Linked DNA regions of Capra hircus: region 2 is linked to region 1. A link is a contact called in public Hi-C data. All regions are on one chromosome and are shown on one strand. Each heading gives the region's core, a stretch centred on a gene start, on an enhancer-like site or on the middle of the called end of the contact. The rest is flanking DNA. Distances are from core to core; before and after follow the strand shown.

Region 1 (3,261 bases), core at 255-2,754:
AATCCCTGGGTCAGGAAGATCTCCTGGAGAAGGAAATGGCAATCCACTCCAGTACTATTGCCTGGAAAATCCCATGGGCAGAGGAGCCTGGTAGACTACATGTAGTCCATGGGGTTGCAAAGAGTCGGACATGACTGAGTAACTTCACTTCCACCTCCCAGAGTACTGAAAACAAAAACAAAAATAAGCAATTGGGACCTAATTAAGATTAAAAGCTTTTGCACAGCAAGGGAAACCATAAACAAAAAGAAAAGACAACCTACAGAATGGGAGGAAATATTTGCAGATGATGCAACCGACAAGGGCTTAATTTCCAAAGTATACAAAAAGGTAATACAACTCAATAACAAAAAACAACCCAGTCTCAAAAATGGACAGAGGATCTAAATAGACATTTCCCCAAAGAAGACATACAGATTGCCAAAAATCACATGAAAAGATGCTTAACATCACTAATTATTAGAGAAATGCAAATTAAAACTGCAATGAGGTATCACTTCACACCAATTAGAATGGCCATAGTCATAAGGTCTATAAACAATGAATTCTGAAGAGGATGTGCCCTTCTATACTGCTGGTGGGAATGTACAGCCACGGTAGAGAACAGGATGGAGATTCCTTAAAACACTAAAAATCAGGACTGGGGAACCTTCAAGATGGTGGAGGAACAGGATGGGGAGACCACCTCCTCCCCCACAAGTGTATCAAAATATCACCTGCATGTGGAACAATTTCCACAGAACATCTTCTGAACACTGGCAGAGGATCCCAGAATTCCAGGAAGGCAAACCAAACTCCCCAAACTGAGGTAGGGCAAAAGATAAAAACAAAAAAAGGGAGACAAAGGAGTTTGGGACTGGGACCTGAGCCTGGGGAGGGAGTGGTGAAGCAGGAAGTCTTCTCACACTAGGAAACCCCCTCACAGGCAGGGTCAGGGGGAACTTCAGGATCCCAGAGGGGAGTGCAGCGAGACACCTGCTCCACAGGCAAGACAGTGAAAATTCACCGCAGAGATCACACTGAATGGCATTTCCCAGCCAGGAAGCAGCTCACAGGCTCACGTCCGTCCACAGCAAGCCAGGGCTGGGTATGGAGGCTCAGGCCCTTGGAGGTCAGTCCTCAGGGAAGGGACCAAGGTCGACAGCCATGAAAATGCTCTGAGGTGGCTGATGTGATGCTGCAGAGACAGGCCAGGAAAAACCCTGGGACTGCCAGAGAAGCAAAAGATCACTCGTGAAGGAGGACTCTAGCACCGTGCTCTAACCCCACTCTCTCACAGAACAAAGAATCGTGCTCTAGCGAATGCTAAAGGGGGAGCGGGTCGGCTGTGGTCTGAAGCCCCAGAGACAGAGAAGCAGGCGCAAGTACCAGAGGCGGAAGGTAGGGGGCCACTCCGGTCCCAGCTCCAGAGGTTGCAGCTGCCACCAAGCTGTGAACCGCCGTAGGTTGCTACCCATGTCTTCCGGGAGCCTGAGTGGTCGGCTCTGCCAAGGGTCCCACAACCCAGGACCAACTCCCTGGGGAAATGTGCGGCCTGCCTCAGACGGTGGCAACCTCCCCCAGGGACCGGGCACGGTGGGCACTCCCCACACAGCCTTAGCAGTGTCTGCTGTACCACTCGCCCTGCTGAGCGCAACGGAGCAAGTGAGCCCTAATAAGTGGGTTTTTTCGCCCCCTCGTGTCTGGGTAGAGAACAGACGCTGGAGAGAGAACTTAAAAGCAGAGGCAGGCCCCAAACCAGAGCAGAATGCCAGGGGCTATGCACACTAAGGAAAGAAAGGGAAACTACCCCAGAAGCGGCAGGTGCAATGGCTTACACGCCCACAATTAGCCTGAGACTATGCACTTTAGGGGTAATTATAGACTTTGAGAGCAAGTACAGTCTGGAGCAAGGGAAGATCTGAGTCTGAGCTGACCCCACACTGCCACAACAGATCCAGAGACCTTTCTAGATATACTGGAGGCCTTTCTGTCAATCAACTGGAGCAGAAAAATGGAAGAGTTACGGACATTCCTCTCACTACCACTCTATATATAGTCTCTCTCTTTTTCCCCTTTTTTCCCTCATATTGTATAACATGGTTATTTATTATGCCTTTAATTTTTCATTCTTTATAACCTACTTTTTCCTTTTCTAAAAAAATCCTATTTTAAACAAATTCCATGTTTTTTATTTTTGCTTTTGATTTTATATTTTTGAGGGTCTAATTTTTCCCCCATGTTTTTGATTTTGCTTTTTGATCCTTTGTTTTTAATTTTGTAGTTTTGAGAGTCTAATTTTTAGTATTGGTTTTCACTTAGGGGTTTGATTATTGGTTTGATTGCTCTCTTCTCTTTTGACCCCTCTTCTTGACCTTTTTTATTCTGTTTTCTCCTTCTTCCTTCTTTTTCTTGTATTAGTGTCTGAATCTCTTTGGGTGATCTTGGCTGTTGACAGCTGTTTCACCATTAGTCTAGGGGTTTTGTTTTCTGTGCTGTGTGGCCTCTAAAGTCTTGATGCTACTGGAAGAGGTCAGGCCTGAACCCCAGATGCAGGAGACTCAACTCTAGGACTTTGTACCACCAGAGAACTCCCAACCCCACAGAACATTAGTATGAGAGAGCACTCCCAAAAGCCTCCATTTCAACACTAAGACCAAGCCCCACCTAAAAGCCAGTAAGCTTCAGTGCCGGATATGCCACACCAATCCCTCAGGAAAACAGGAGCACAACTCTGCACATTAGCATACAGGCTGGCCAAAGCCATACCAAACCCATAGATACCCCAAAACACACCACCGGACACAGCACTGCCTTCAAGAGAGGCCAGACCCAAGCATCCAGCAGAATATAAGCATGGGTCCTTCCCACCCCCACAATCAGGAGACTTTCACAAGCCACTGGCCCCACCAACACGGGGCAGACTACACAATTAAGAGGAACTACAACCTTCCAGCCTAGAGAAAGGACCCCAATCACAGTAAATTAAACAAAATGAAAAGACATAGAAACATACAACACATGAAGGAGCATGGTGAAAAAAAAACAAAAAAAAAAAAACCAGCAGACCAAACAAATGAAGAAGAAATAGGCAGTCTAACTGAAAAAGAATTCAGAGTAATGATAGTAAAGATGATCCAAAAATCTTGAAAATAAAATGGATGCACAGATAAACAGACCAGAGGCACGGATAGAGAAGACATGAGAAATGTTTAACAAGGACCTAGAAGAATTAAAGAATAAACAATCTACAATGAACAGTGCAATATCTGAGATTAAAAA
Region 2 (3,261 bases), core at 262-2,761, 430 kb before region 1:
GACCCTGATGCTGGGAAAGACTGAAGGCAGGAGGAGAGGGGGATGACAGAAGACGAGATGGTTGGATGGCATCACCGACTCAATGGACATGAGTTTGAGCAAGCTCCGGGAGATGGTGAAGGACAGGGAGGTCTGGCGTGCTGCAGTCCATGGGGTCCCAAAGGGTCGGACACGACTGAGTGACTGAACAACAATACACATTTCATGCATATCTAATGTACTTGGCTGGATGAATTTTAACAAAGCGAGCACTCCAATGTAAGCACCACCCAGTTCAAAAATAGAAGCCCCCTTCCTGCCCCTCCGGTTATTGCATCTCCCAAATGCAGCACCTGTCCCAGCTTCCAGCACCACAGAGTAGCTCTGTCTGATTTTTAACTTTATCTAAGAGGAGTCCTACAATGTCTCTTTTGAGCCTGGCTTCTTATAGTCAGTGTTATCTTTGTGAACTTGATCCATGTTGTTGTGTTTAGTTATAGTTTGACTGGCATTATTCTATTGAAAGAATGCAACCTAAATTATTCATCACTTCTACTATTGACAAGCTTGTCAGTTGTTTCCGGTTTTCAGCTGTCGTGAAGTGTGCTGCTTCTTGTTCAGGGCTTTTGGTGAACACAGGTACCCATTTCTGATGAAGTGTGTGTATTCAACTACAGTAATAACAACTAGGGCCATTTTTCAAGCTGACTGTACTTATATCCTACATGCTTCTTTTTAATTTTTTTTTAAAACATCCCAAGATTCTTTATCCTCTAGTATCTAGTGACTATTGACTCTATTTTCCTTCATTCCTTGAGCACAGCAAGGCCCTTGCCTTCCTTGGGGCCTTTGCACATGCGTCCTCTTGGCCTGTCATTATCTTTCCAGGTGAAGGATGGACAAGTGCTCACCCTGTAGGTCTCATTACTGATGTGCCCCCTTTTAAGCCTGTGACTGTTATGCTCACCACTTCATGCGCTGTGACCAGCCTGGCCTGGTAAATAGCCAGCAGTAAGCAAATATTAGCTAATACTGCTGTTGTTGCAATAAATAGTCTCTTTGCAAAAAGAAAAAGACGACCACGTTTCTCTCTCCGAAATTCTGATTCCAGGAAGTCAGATTTCCTTACTTTTCTTATTTCGATGTGCCGATCCAAATGTACCCGCTAAGGATTCTAAATCCTCCGGGGGGTTGAGGGGTAGGCATTGGCAAGGGGAGATCTCCGCAGGCCCAGGGGTACCTCCTATCTTCCGGGAGGTGCGCACTGCCTGTTCTCTACAGAATGGCCAGTAGAGGGCACTGTGAGAACATGTCCAAAGAAGTAGGGAGGCGGTCAGAATTAGAGCCGGAAGGGATCTTCACTCTGCAGACCCAAACCATCATTTTACAGCTGAGCAAACAGATGCCTAGATAGGAGACGTGACTGACCCAAGGTCACCCTGCTTCTGCTCGGCTAGCAGAGGTGACTCTTCACCGGTTGGCGTTCTCCGCTCTGCTCTGAAGCTGCCAGCACCGAATCAGCCGGCCACCGGTGGGCGCTGCAGCCTTCAGCCGCCGAGGCCCCTTTTGCCAAGCCCCTCACAGCCCCTTCCTTGCTCCTGCTTTCCCCTTCCTCGCCCGTGTTGCATCAGAGAAAGGATCTAGATTTTGGAAGCAGGACAAAGCACACAACGCCCTTTTGATTCCACAATGATCTCTGAGAAAGTATTCTACTTTTCTTAATAATAGCTACCAATTACTGGGAACTTCCTGGGTGCCAAATACTATGCATTACAGATTTAACCCTCAATCCAGGAATGCTTTGCAGGTTCAATTTTTCCGTCTCTTTTGGGAGTCCTTTTCTGATCGTCACCCGACTGAAAGAGATCTCTTCCCACACCCATTTCCTCCCTATCACAGTGCCTGGTTTATTCCTTTACAGTTCTAACAATTATGTTTATAACAATTCTGGTTATTTACTTATCTACTTATTTATCGTCTGTATCAACTCCTCTCCTCCTCCCAGTAGACTCTGAATTTAGTGAAAGAAGAAATCTGGAGCTAGACAGGCCTGAGTTCAAGTTTCAACTCATTAATTTACAAGCATTATGACAACCTTGCATTAGTCATTAAAACTGAGGCCCTTATTTCCTTTTGTAAAATAGGGATTCATGCTTGTATTGTACAAGTATATGGGTGGCTGCACCAGTCATTTGTTGATTAGATCTCCTCTCTAATATTGATATTGTGGTCATTGACCCTGCATTTGGGGGGCCTCCCAGGTGGCTCAGTGGTAAAGAATCTGCCTGCAAATAAAGGAGACGCAGGAGACATGGGTTCAATCCCTGGATCGAGATCCCCTGGAGTAGGAAATGGCAACCCACTCCAGTATTCCTGTCTGGAAAATTCCATGGAAAGAGGAGCCTGGTGCCCTACAGTCTATGGGGTTGCAAAGAGTCAGACATGACTGAGTGTGCAGCACGCACCCTATATTTGATTGCCTTTAGTGATGGAGAACTCACTAAAAGGCAGCCCAAATAAGACAACATATTTTGGCATCCCAAGGTCATTCATAGCTATGTAACTTTGGAAAAGCCAGAAAACTTTTCTGAGCCTCAATTTCTTATTCTGTAAAGTGGAGATGCTGATGATAATACCCATTTCCCAGGGTTGCTTTGAAGATGCAGCGAGATTGTGCATTGTGTATAAGCGGATGGCATCTGGCAGGTGCTTACTAAATGTTAGTTTCCTCACCTTGTTACTTAGATAGGGGGAAATGACTCTAAAAAGCACATCTTATGATATCTGAAGTTTCTATAATTGATGGCATGACATAGTTTCTAGGTACTATTCTTTTATTCTTGGTGCTATATATAATAATGGTGTCTTTTATAATCAAAGTAATCTTAGATTCATTGATATCTGATAGTAGTTTCCAGAGACAATATTCAAATTCAGATTCGCCTGACTCCCAAGGTCTGTTTCTAGGGAGAAGAGTCGGGTGATGGAGGACAGGATTGAGAAGAAAACAGACAGCAGAAGTGTGTTCCAACTAAGGTTTATCTGAGCCCAGCTGTCCAGAATGCCCCCACTGCTCAGCTGGTATTTGAATTTGGAAATATTTCACCATGTAGATCTGTCTGAATAAGACTCTCATAACCACTGGCTCCTCTGCAACCTCAGCCCTATCTGCAGTCAAGCCAAACAAAAACTTAAAGCTGTTAAGGGTCATATTAAAATGCTATGCTTATGTGTCTGGGGCAAGGAGAATCTGGGGATGAATTAAACAAAGATGTCCATCAT

The links. A called contact is a pair of places that touch in the nucleus more often than the background predicts.
Region 2: a Hi-C map of liver shows a contact between it and region 1, with 7 times the contacts expected there. The contact joins two enhancer-like sites. A contact is called at or near these places in 2 of 5 Hi-C or Micro-C datasets (blood and liver).

Annotation. Positions count from the first base shown.
Region 1 is chr25:17,372,139-17,375,399 of ARS1.2, reverse strand. No RefSeq gene overlaps it. Among named protein-coding and RNA genes, the nearest start is that of GPRC5B, 38 kb to the right of the region's middle. Within about 2 kb of position 1,504, at least 1 of the 5 cell types and tissues checked has an H3K27ac peak or open chromatin away from gene starts, as enhancers often do.
Region 2 is chr25:17,802,286-17,805,546 of ARS1.2, reverse strand. No RefSeq gene overlaps it. Among named protein-coding and RNA genes, the nearest start is that of GP2, 29 kb to the left of the region's middle. Within about 2 kb of position 1,511, at least 1 of the 5 cell types and tissues checked has an H3K27ac peak or open chromatin away from gene starts, as enhancers often do.